Linked DNA regions of Mus musculus: region 2 is linked to region 1. Evidence: chromatin contacts called from public HiChIP or PLAC-seq data. All regions are on one chromosome and are shown on one strand. The core of a region is the stretch at or near the end of the contact, and the rest is flanking DNA. Distances in the headings are between cores, read along the strand shown.

Region 1 (4,593 bases), core at 477-2,976:
CACCCCAGGGCTGCCTTCATAAATCTGATCTCCAACTGTAACTGCTTTGGCTTGGTTCCCTGGGTGTAGATTTTCTTGATTCAAACTCATTCTGCAGCACGCCAAGTTCTTGGGAGAGTTTCTTCCACTTGCCAGGCGCTGACTGGGAGTTACAAAGTCAACTCTCTGGCTTTCCAGATTTTTTTTTTCTTCCCAACGGAAGAAATCAAGAAGCTGAGGGCAGAGAGGCTCTGCTCCCTCCAATCAGCACCGGCCTCTGGGTCGCCAGGCCTAAGTCAGGAGTAAGAAACTCCATGGCTGGACTTGCAGCTTCCAGCACAGTGACAGCCCCACGCTCCCCAGAGACCCGCAGGGTGAGGGGCACGTTCTCAGACGGGCTACTCCAGAGCCCGTGTAGCGCCCCCCACCCCGCCCGCTCCCCGCTTCAACTCACTGAATAAAGACAATACCAAAGTCCGGTCCACACCACCTTAGGCTAACTGCGCCCAGCACGCACAGGGCTTCGCTCACCTCACCGAAACTCCAGTGCCCAATGCACACCCAAAGCGGGGGCCAGGACTGAATGGGCAAAGCCTGGGTCGACAAGCCATGGGACACAGGACCAGGATCCCATGCGCGCGTGTCCACGCTGTCACCTTCACTGACACACGAAATCGTACCAATACAGGGACAGAAACAGCCTTTCCACCCGCCAAGCCTCCCCACACACTTAAGTCCACGTAGTTACCTCCGGAGCCATCCACACCACATAGGGAAACAGGAAGGCTCCCTCACACAAGGGTCCCCCAACCCCCGGTCCCTCTTGGTGACAATCAACTAGCTACACCCAAGAAGGAGGGCCGGAAAAGAGCCCACTCGTGGGGTGGCCAGGACCTGGAGGTGCAGAGCCCTCTGTGCCACCCGGCGGCGAGACAATGCCAGGGCGCACAGACTCCTGAGTGCTCGGGTCCATCCAGGCCAGCCCTCTCGGTGTTCCTGTCCCTCTAGAGGAGAAGGCAGCTGCCACCAACCGGGCAGCACACTCTCCGACCCATTTCAGCCGACTGCCAAGCCGGGAACCCCAGTTCAGCCTTAGCGATCGTCCTGCAAGTCCAAATATGCGGTCTGTCCTTTAGGTCTCGGATGACCGGATCTTCGAACAGTTCTTGGAAAACCATCCCAGCCCGCTGACCCTGCCCAGCCCTGTCTGGGGACCCTGAAGGGCCTCGGGGACCCTACCTGGCCCTGGGGACTCTGACCTCCAGGGATCCAACTTAGCCCTGGAGACCCCGTCCACCCCTGTATAGGGACCATGCCCTGTCCGGAGACGCTGCCCTGTCAGGAGTCCCTGGTCAGTCCTGTCTAACACCCTGAAGGGCCTCGATGACCCTACCCGGCCCTGGAGATCCTGCCCAGCCTTGTCTGGGGACCCTGCCCGGCCCAGGGCATCCAGCTTGGGGACCTTGCCCGAGGACATCGTGGGACACCTGGCCCCGCTACGGGTTCAAAGTCGCCGCCGCCTCACCTCAGGATTCAGTGGCTCGTGAGCACTGGACGGCCGAGAGGAGCGCAGCCCGCGGAGCGCCCGCTGCCTCAACAATGGAGCCCGGGGCGGGGCCCTGCGCAGCTCAGCGATCTCTCAGTCGGGACCTGGAGCCCAGACACCGCCGGTGCGAGCTGTGGCCGGAGGATTCTGCGCAGGCGCGACAGGCCCCGCCTGCCTCCATAGCCCCGCCCCCTGAACAGCAAGAACCCGCCCTCTAGCCAATGGTTAGGGAGTTGGGCGGAGGGGGCGGGGCCAGGAGGAACAAAGAGAGGCTGGGCGGGGCCGTGGGTCCGAGCCGGCACCCGGGACTCTGCGCTGATCTGATTTCGCTTCGGGCTCAGCGCCCACGTGGACTAAGCTCAGTGGTACTCGGTGCTCACCCCAAAGCTAGAATTGGTTCTAAAGGAAAACTGATGGTTCTTGCCATCCGAATTGCGATCCTCATAGCCTTGTCCGTCTTCTGGTCGAAGGGTGTTGGTATCATTAAGGGTGGAAAGAAAGAGAAAACTCCCTTTAGGTGCTGTGCCAAGCAGATCCATTTCGCTGTCCTACTTCAGGATCCAATTATTAATCTCATCCCTTTCCTGCTCAGAGCCTTGTTTTTGTTTTTTGTTTTTCCATTCCCCCACCAGGCATGACTCCTATCTACCTACTACCATTTCCATTTATCCATATCTCAATTATCTTTAAAATTCGCCCAAGCCTTAGAGGACTGTTCTGGAATGTATCTCTACAACATTCGTGGATTTCCCTCTATTTCACAACCTGTCCCTCTTCTCCAAGACTTCCCTTCTGCCTCTGACGAGAGCCTTTGTGATCATGGCTGGAGACAGCATGCTTCTCTTGGGATGGATACCCTCATCAGAAGCCCTATCCACATACATGATCACTGCAGGATCCAATCCAGTCAGCAGTGATCACCAGACCTCAGTTGGACTCCCCCCAAATTACAAATAGCTTACTTCCAGAGACAGGCCAGCCTGCCGCTCCTCAGTGAGTCCTGGAGTCCATGCAGAGCCTCAATCCTCCTGTCTGACTCCCCAAGCCAACAGATGATCTGCTTGCCCAGGCACTGGGGCCTCTTGGTACAGCCCCTTATTCGAGAAGAGCTATTCTTGGGAATGGGTTTGATTGGTGTGGTTAGTGTTAATTGTTAACTTGTTGTGAAGGATTACCTCATCGCTGAGCATGCATGTACAAAGTAGTTACCTAGATTTGGTTGAGGTGGGAAGACTAACACTGAAGGTGGGTAGCACTTGTCACTGGGCTCAAGTCCTGGTCTGTTTTAAAAGGAGCCATCTAGTTGAGTTCAGGTATTAATTGGCCTCAGCTTCTTGAAGGTGAGTGTGGTAGGACCAGCAGCCTTCAGCTCCTGACACTGTGACTTCCTTACAGTCAAGGACTGGACCACAGCTGGAGAGCCGTGGGCCAACAGAAACCGTTCTTTCCTAACTTGCTTTTGTCCAGGTATTATCAGGACAACAGAAAAGCGAGACATTCTGGGACACCGTCCTGCTGTACGAGCTGTGCTGGGACACAGAGGCAGGATGGTGGGCTGCTTTGCTCAAAAATGAGAGCAGCTGTGCTTGGGGAAGGCCAGAGAAGGAGACAAATAAAGGGAGCCAAGGAAGATGGGAGGGGAAGGCAGGTGGCGTGAGGATGGGAGAGATGGCTATTATGGCCCGGAACATTCTAAGAACAGAAATGTCTAAAGGCCAGTCACTCCAACCTGTGTTACCCTCTCATGCTGTCATCCTGAGTGTCCTCCAGTGGCCTCAGGCCCGTTTCATATGAGCAGACAGGGTCCAGGGAGGGTTGGGGGTAACTGGTTCTGGTTGGAGTTGAAAGGGGTTGGCCATAAAGGAGTCCTCCAGGGCATCATTCACTATTTTATCCGAAGCTCAAGCAATTCAGTCCAAGTTTTCAAATTGGCTTTTTCAAAGATGACAGACCCTGTTGGCATCTGCATAGATTTCTGGCCAGTTCACTCCACAGCAATAAAATGTGGATGTGGACAGTGCCCCAGGCTCCAAACATAATTGTAGATATTTTCTTCTAAAATGAATCATAACTCATGAAAAATACCTTTAGTTATTTATTTTTGAGCCGTCTGCAGACTCTGGGTCTGTGCTACACTGATGGGGGAGGACATTAATCTCTTTCCTGGCTCTGAGGTGAGGTCACCTCCTCCTTCATACTCAGGCTTCCTCCTTGAGAACCTGAGCAAGGGACCAGAAGACCTCTGAGGCTCGTCCGTCGCATGCGCCTCGGCTTCTCTGAGGACCAGGATTTCAGTTCGGCTCCCTCTCCTTCCTCTGCCTCTCACCCTTTCGGCCAAGGTTGACCTGCATCGGTGGGTGAGCTGAGCTTCTGGATAGACACACAAATGCAGGTGCTAACTGGTAGTTTGCTTGTGGCTGTTCCCCCCAACACCCACCCCAAACGATAGCCACACCACATGTATCAGTCCGTGTTTGGTGACTTGGACACTTGTAGGAAAGGTAGAGAGGAGGAGAGTGTCAGAAGCGGAGGGCAGGGCCTAGAGCTCCACAACCCCAGCTTGAGTCCCATGAACTCCCCCAAGCTGTAATGCTATTAGATCAGCTGCCTGATGTGTGTGCATGTGTGTGTGTGTGTGCATGTGCGTGTGTGCATGTGTGTGCATGTGCGTGTGTGCATGTGCATGTGCGTGTATGTGCATGTGTGTGCATTGTGTGCATGTGTGTGCATGTGTGTGCGTGCATGTGTGTGTGCATGTGCGTGTATGTGCATGTGTGTGCATTGTGTGCATGTGTGTGCATGTGTGTGCGTGCATGTGTGTGTGCATGTGCGTGTGTGCATGTGCGTGTATGTGCATGTGTGTGTGCATGTGTGTGCATTGTGTGCATGTGTGTGCATATGTGTGTGTGCATGTGTGTGCGTGCATGTGTGTGTGCATGTGCGTGTGTGCATGTGCGTGTATGTGCATGTGTGTGTGCATGTGTGAATGCGTGTGTGTATGTGTGTGCATGTTCATGTGTGTGCATGTTTGTGTGTGTGTATGTGTGTGTGTACATGCAAGCACATGT
Region 2 (4,462 bases), core at 747-3,246, 110 kb after region 1:
CTACATGGACCATGCATGCTGATGCAGAGGGTCTTAAAGAGAGGAAATACAGTCCTAAAACCTCTGAGACCTGAGGGTGACATAAGGGGCCAGAGCCTCTTGTACCATGTCCACTCTCATTGCCTAGTGGCTTCCAAGCTGCTCAAAAACAGCACCCCAGACACATGGATGTGTTTACCTGTTGTGGGTAGTGTCTTAGGGTTTCATCACTGTGAACAGACACCATGACCATAGCAACTCTTATAAAGGACATCATTTAATTGGGCCTGGCTTACAGTTTCAGAGGTTTAGTCCATTATTATCAGGGTGGGAAGCATGGCAGCATGTAGGCAGACATGGTGCTGGAGAAGGAGCTGAGAGGTCTACATCTTGATCCGAAGGCAGCAGAAGGAGACTGTATACCACACTGAGTATAGCCTGAGCATATGAGACCTCAAAGCCCATCCCACAGTGACATACTTCCTCCAGCAAGGCCACACCTACTCCAACAAAGCCACATCTCCTAATTGTGCCACTCCCTGTGGGCCAAGCATTCAAACCCATGAGTCAGTGGGGACCATTTTTATTCAAACCATCATAGGTAGAGTTCACCCCTCTAGAATCCACAGCTTCTAGCCCTTAGGAGTGCTTTCCAGTCCCATGACTTTGTGCAGGCAAGTTCATGTGGTTGGCTTGGACCAATGGCTGCTCATAGGCAGAAGTGACCATGTGACTGACCCATTCCTATTGCAAGCCTGAGCAAGCAGTCCTGGTCACTCCCCTGTTCCTTTATGCTTCTGCTAGTGTGGCAAGACATATGTGGTAGCCTGTGGGCCCAGGAGAGAGGAGAGAAAAGGAACAGAGGCCCCACCATACCCAGCAAGGGCAGCTCATCTACAGCCCACTGCAGACCTTCACTAAGTGATAAGAACTCATTGTTGGGACTGGAGAAGTGGCTCGGTTAGTTTAGAGCACTGGCTGCTCTTACAGTTTACCTGGGTTGGGTTCCCAGCACCTACATGTTACCTCAAAACCATCTGCAACTCTAATTTCAGGGGATCCAGCACCCTCTTCTGCCCTCTGTGGACATCAGGCATATACATGGTGTATATACACCCATGCAGGCAAAATACTCATACACAGAAGTATATAAATAACTCTTTTCTAAAAAAGAGTTTGCTGCCAATGAATGCCTGTGACCTTGGGCTGTTCTGCTGTGGGTGTATTAGTGCCCTGGGTCATTGTAGACTAGGTACTTACAGACTAGGTAGACTAGAACCAGAGTCCAAATGAGGAGTCACTGGGAAGTTCAGGCATGGCAGGGCCAGGCTGGGGACTAAGGAGAGATTTCCTCCTGGCCTCTCCTGCTGCTGAGACTCCCACCTCTGCCTCTGGGAAGCTTCTCCTTCCCAGTGGAGCTGTCTCTATTCCTCCTCTACACCCTCCCCTTTCTTGTAAAAATGTCTGTGACAGCAAGGGGATGAGGGTGGGGCTCAACTCATGATCCTGGGCTGTCTCCTGTCTCAGCATTCTTGACATAATCCCACCTGCAATGCTCCTGTTTTCTAACTCAGATGATGGTTGCAGGTGGGAGGGATGAGTTTGGGGTGTTTGTTTGTTTGTTTGTTTTTGCTTTATTGTTGGTTTTTTGTTTGGTTGGTTTGTTTTGTTTTCTCAGCCTCCCATACTTAGCGATGATTGGGCTAATGTGACAGTATTTTGTGCCAGGCCTCCTCAGAGCCGTCCTTACCATGAGGGGTGTACATCTCTGCCGCTTCCAATTCAGTTCAACTTCTTATGTAAAGCATGCTGCAGCGACCCACTAAACTGATTTCACACCAGAGAACAGGTCGCCACCCGCAGTGCAGAACGTCCTATCCCAACCCCCACAGCTGCCCAGGCAAGGCGGGGACAGGCTAAACAGCAAGATTTCAAGGGAAGAGGTGAGCTGTTTACACACACCCACAGTAGAACCCCCACCCCACCCCACCCAGACACTTCACCTACTTCCTATTCTCTTCCTCATGCCAGCTCCCAAGGCTGCAGCCTGCACCCACCCGAGAAGCTAGGTCCCTGACCTTCAGACCCATGGGAACCTGGATGTTTCTGGGAAAGAGGCATTTGCTGGAGGGAGCAAAGGTTTGTGTGTCCTGGTGCAGCTCATCTAACTAACTCATCTCTCTCGTGAACACTACTGATGGATTGGAAAGTGCCCCACTCACCCTGGGGAGCCCTTATTCTCAGCTTCATGTTGTCCCTTACAACCTGACACCCCAGTGTCCTGATCCCCACTGCTCACAGCAATATCAGTGGTTGAGACTACAGCTGAGTATCCATAATTCAAGATGCCCAGGACCACAAATGTTTCCGGTTTCTAATGTCCCCAAACACTTAGACTCCTGGAAGTATGTCTGAGCTCAGGATGTTTGTATTTGCATAATGGGATCTCAGGATATTTACATATGCATAATGGGGTTGCAGGGACCCAGACCTGAACCTTGGGTCTTTCTTCTGTAGTCTGAATGTAACTTGACATCATATTTTTTAAAAATTCTGTGCATGAAAATGAAGATTCATGCTGTGGAATTTTCCATGTGTGACACACAGTGCTAGAGCAACAAAAGTTTAGGGTTTGGAGCATTTTGAATTTTACATTTTCAGTTGAGAGATTCTCCAACTAGACTAACATCTTCACTTTTGAACAAGTAAATTCAGGTGCCAGTGAAAGAAAATAAAACTTGAGACCTGTGATTCATGTAATTTATGTCAAATAGCCCAAAGAGTTGTTTGTGAGCTTTGAAACCTGGGGTTGAGAACATAGAAGAACAGGCCAGGACATGCCCGGGCAGGACTGCCATTAAGACATTCCTGAGGCTGCTTGGCCATAAAGATAAAGAGAATGACATGCTGGACTGGCCCTGCGCCTCCCTATCTCCTGCTCTTCTGACCTAAGTTAAATCTTATCTGCATGTACAGTTGGCTGATGTTTAAATGGACCAATCATGTGAAACTGCATCAATTCCTCCCCCAGTCCCAGCCCCTTTTCTATAAAAACCCCTAGCTTCCAAGCCTCTTGGTCAAATCCACTGTCTCCTGCGTGAGATACTTTTCGACCCAGAGCTCCGCCATTAAACTACCTCATGTTTTTACATCAAGACAGTCTGTTTGTTCATTATTCTTGGGTGCACACCAAATCGGGAGGTGAGTGGGGGTTTTCCCACTAGGTTCTTTCACCAGAAACAGGGAGACTTTCAGTGTGACTTTAAAGTGAACAAGACATCCATGCCCCTTCAAGGATAAGAAAACTCACCATTTGAGGGGCAAGAGACCTTGCCTAGTTGTTGGTAAGGAATGTCAGTCCTAAGTACTGGGCCCCCAGCTCAGCTGCGTGCTGGATGCCTCCCTGGGAGACCCACACTCTGTCACAGCCAGGAAACAGCTCACTGTTGTATTCTCAGTCACCACAGCTTTGTCCTTGCCCAGCTGCCTTAGTCATTTACCCAGCGCCCTGTGACCTTGGTCCAGAGACCTTGCCTTGGGGCCTGTCTGACCATCTGTAAATCGGGGATGTGGCCCACCTAGGCTGCAGGAGGTTGAGGAGAAGATATGCTAGGGCAGGGCTGGCCCTCAGGACAGGCTTTCCCTGCCAATTTCTGACAATATCCAGACCAACTGGTGCAAAATCCCATGAATAACAGGCATTGATTCTCACACAGTCACAGAGAGCAGAGGCCCCATGGCAATGAACGCCAGGACCACATTTCCCCTGGGACCCAAGGAGGACCCCACCTCCATCCTGCCTTGTTTGTTGGTCACAGGCCACCAGGCTGTCATTGGTCTGTGATTGTTCCACCCACATGGCCTCCTGGCTCTGTCTACCATCTGCCTTCCCTCTTCTAAGGACAACAATCAGACTAGATGGGGCTGCCTTATTCCAGTCCAGCTTCATGAATTCATATTGACTGGATGTCCACAGCAGGATAAGGCTGGAAACTGGTTATATCTCTGCAGCACGCCCCTCCCTCCTAACACCCTTCTTCCCACTTTCATCAAGGTGACTGTCAGGGTTGGATCAACCAGAGCCAGACATCAGTATTCACATTACTCTCTCCTCACACCTTACAGGGCATCCCATCCTCTCTGCCACCACGGACCTCAATCCCTACCCTTCTGGCCTGGGACTCCCTGTACAAATAGTCATCTTGTTGCCAGGGTTCATGAGCCCTCTCAGATTAAGAGGAAACCTCTCAGCTCTGCAATTTGAAACAGCTCAACATAAGCTATAAACCTTCCTTCAATCCCATGCCCTTGACTGTCCTCATGTTCCTTTGTTGTGTCCACCCTGGAGGCCGGCCCATCTGTGCTCACCCATATATCAACCCCTGGGACAGTACACCACACAACTCCCCCGAGAAAGAAATGCCCAGGGCCCCTAAGGAACCAACAGCTCTTGGCCTCAGTGGTACAACCTTGATGCTGGACA

Evidence for each region. HiChIP or PLAC-seq counts read pairs in DNA pulled down with a chosen protein or histone mark.
Region 2: an H3K27ac HiChIP or PLAC-seq map of embryonic stem cells shows a contact between it and region 1, with 6 read pairs. The contact joins the enhancer-like site here to the promoter of Afap1 in region 1. A contact is called at or near these places in 1 of 484 Hi-C or Micro-C datasets (CD4 T cells) and 2 of 115 datasets of contacts at active chromatin or transcription factors (both in embryonic stem cells).

Annotation. Positions count from the first base shown.
Region 1 is chr5:35,890,452-35,895,044 of GRCm38.p6, reverse strand. It overlaps Afap1 (actin filament associated protein 1), which reads right to left and starts at 1,726. Exons shown (of 17, transcript NM_027373.2): 1 at 1,505-1,726.
Region 2 is chr5:35,780,350-35,784,811 of GRCm38.p6, reverse strand. All of the region lies in intron 1 of Ablim2 (actin-binding LIM protein 2), which reads right to left. Among named protein-coding and RNA genes, the nearest start is that of Ablim2, 25 kb to the right of the region's middle. Within about 2 kb of position 1,996, at least 16 of the 459 cell types and tissues checked have an H3K27ac peak or open chromatin away from gene starts, as enhancers often do. A contact at or near this core is called in embryonic stem cells, where this site is marked.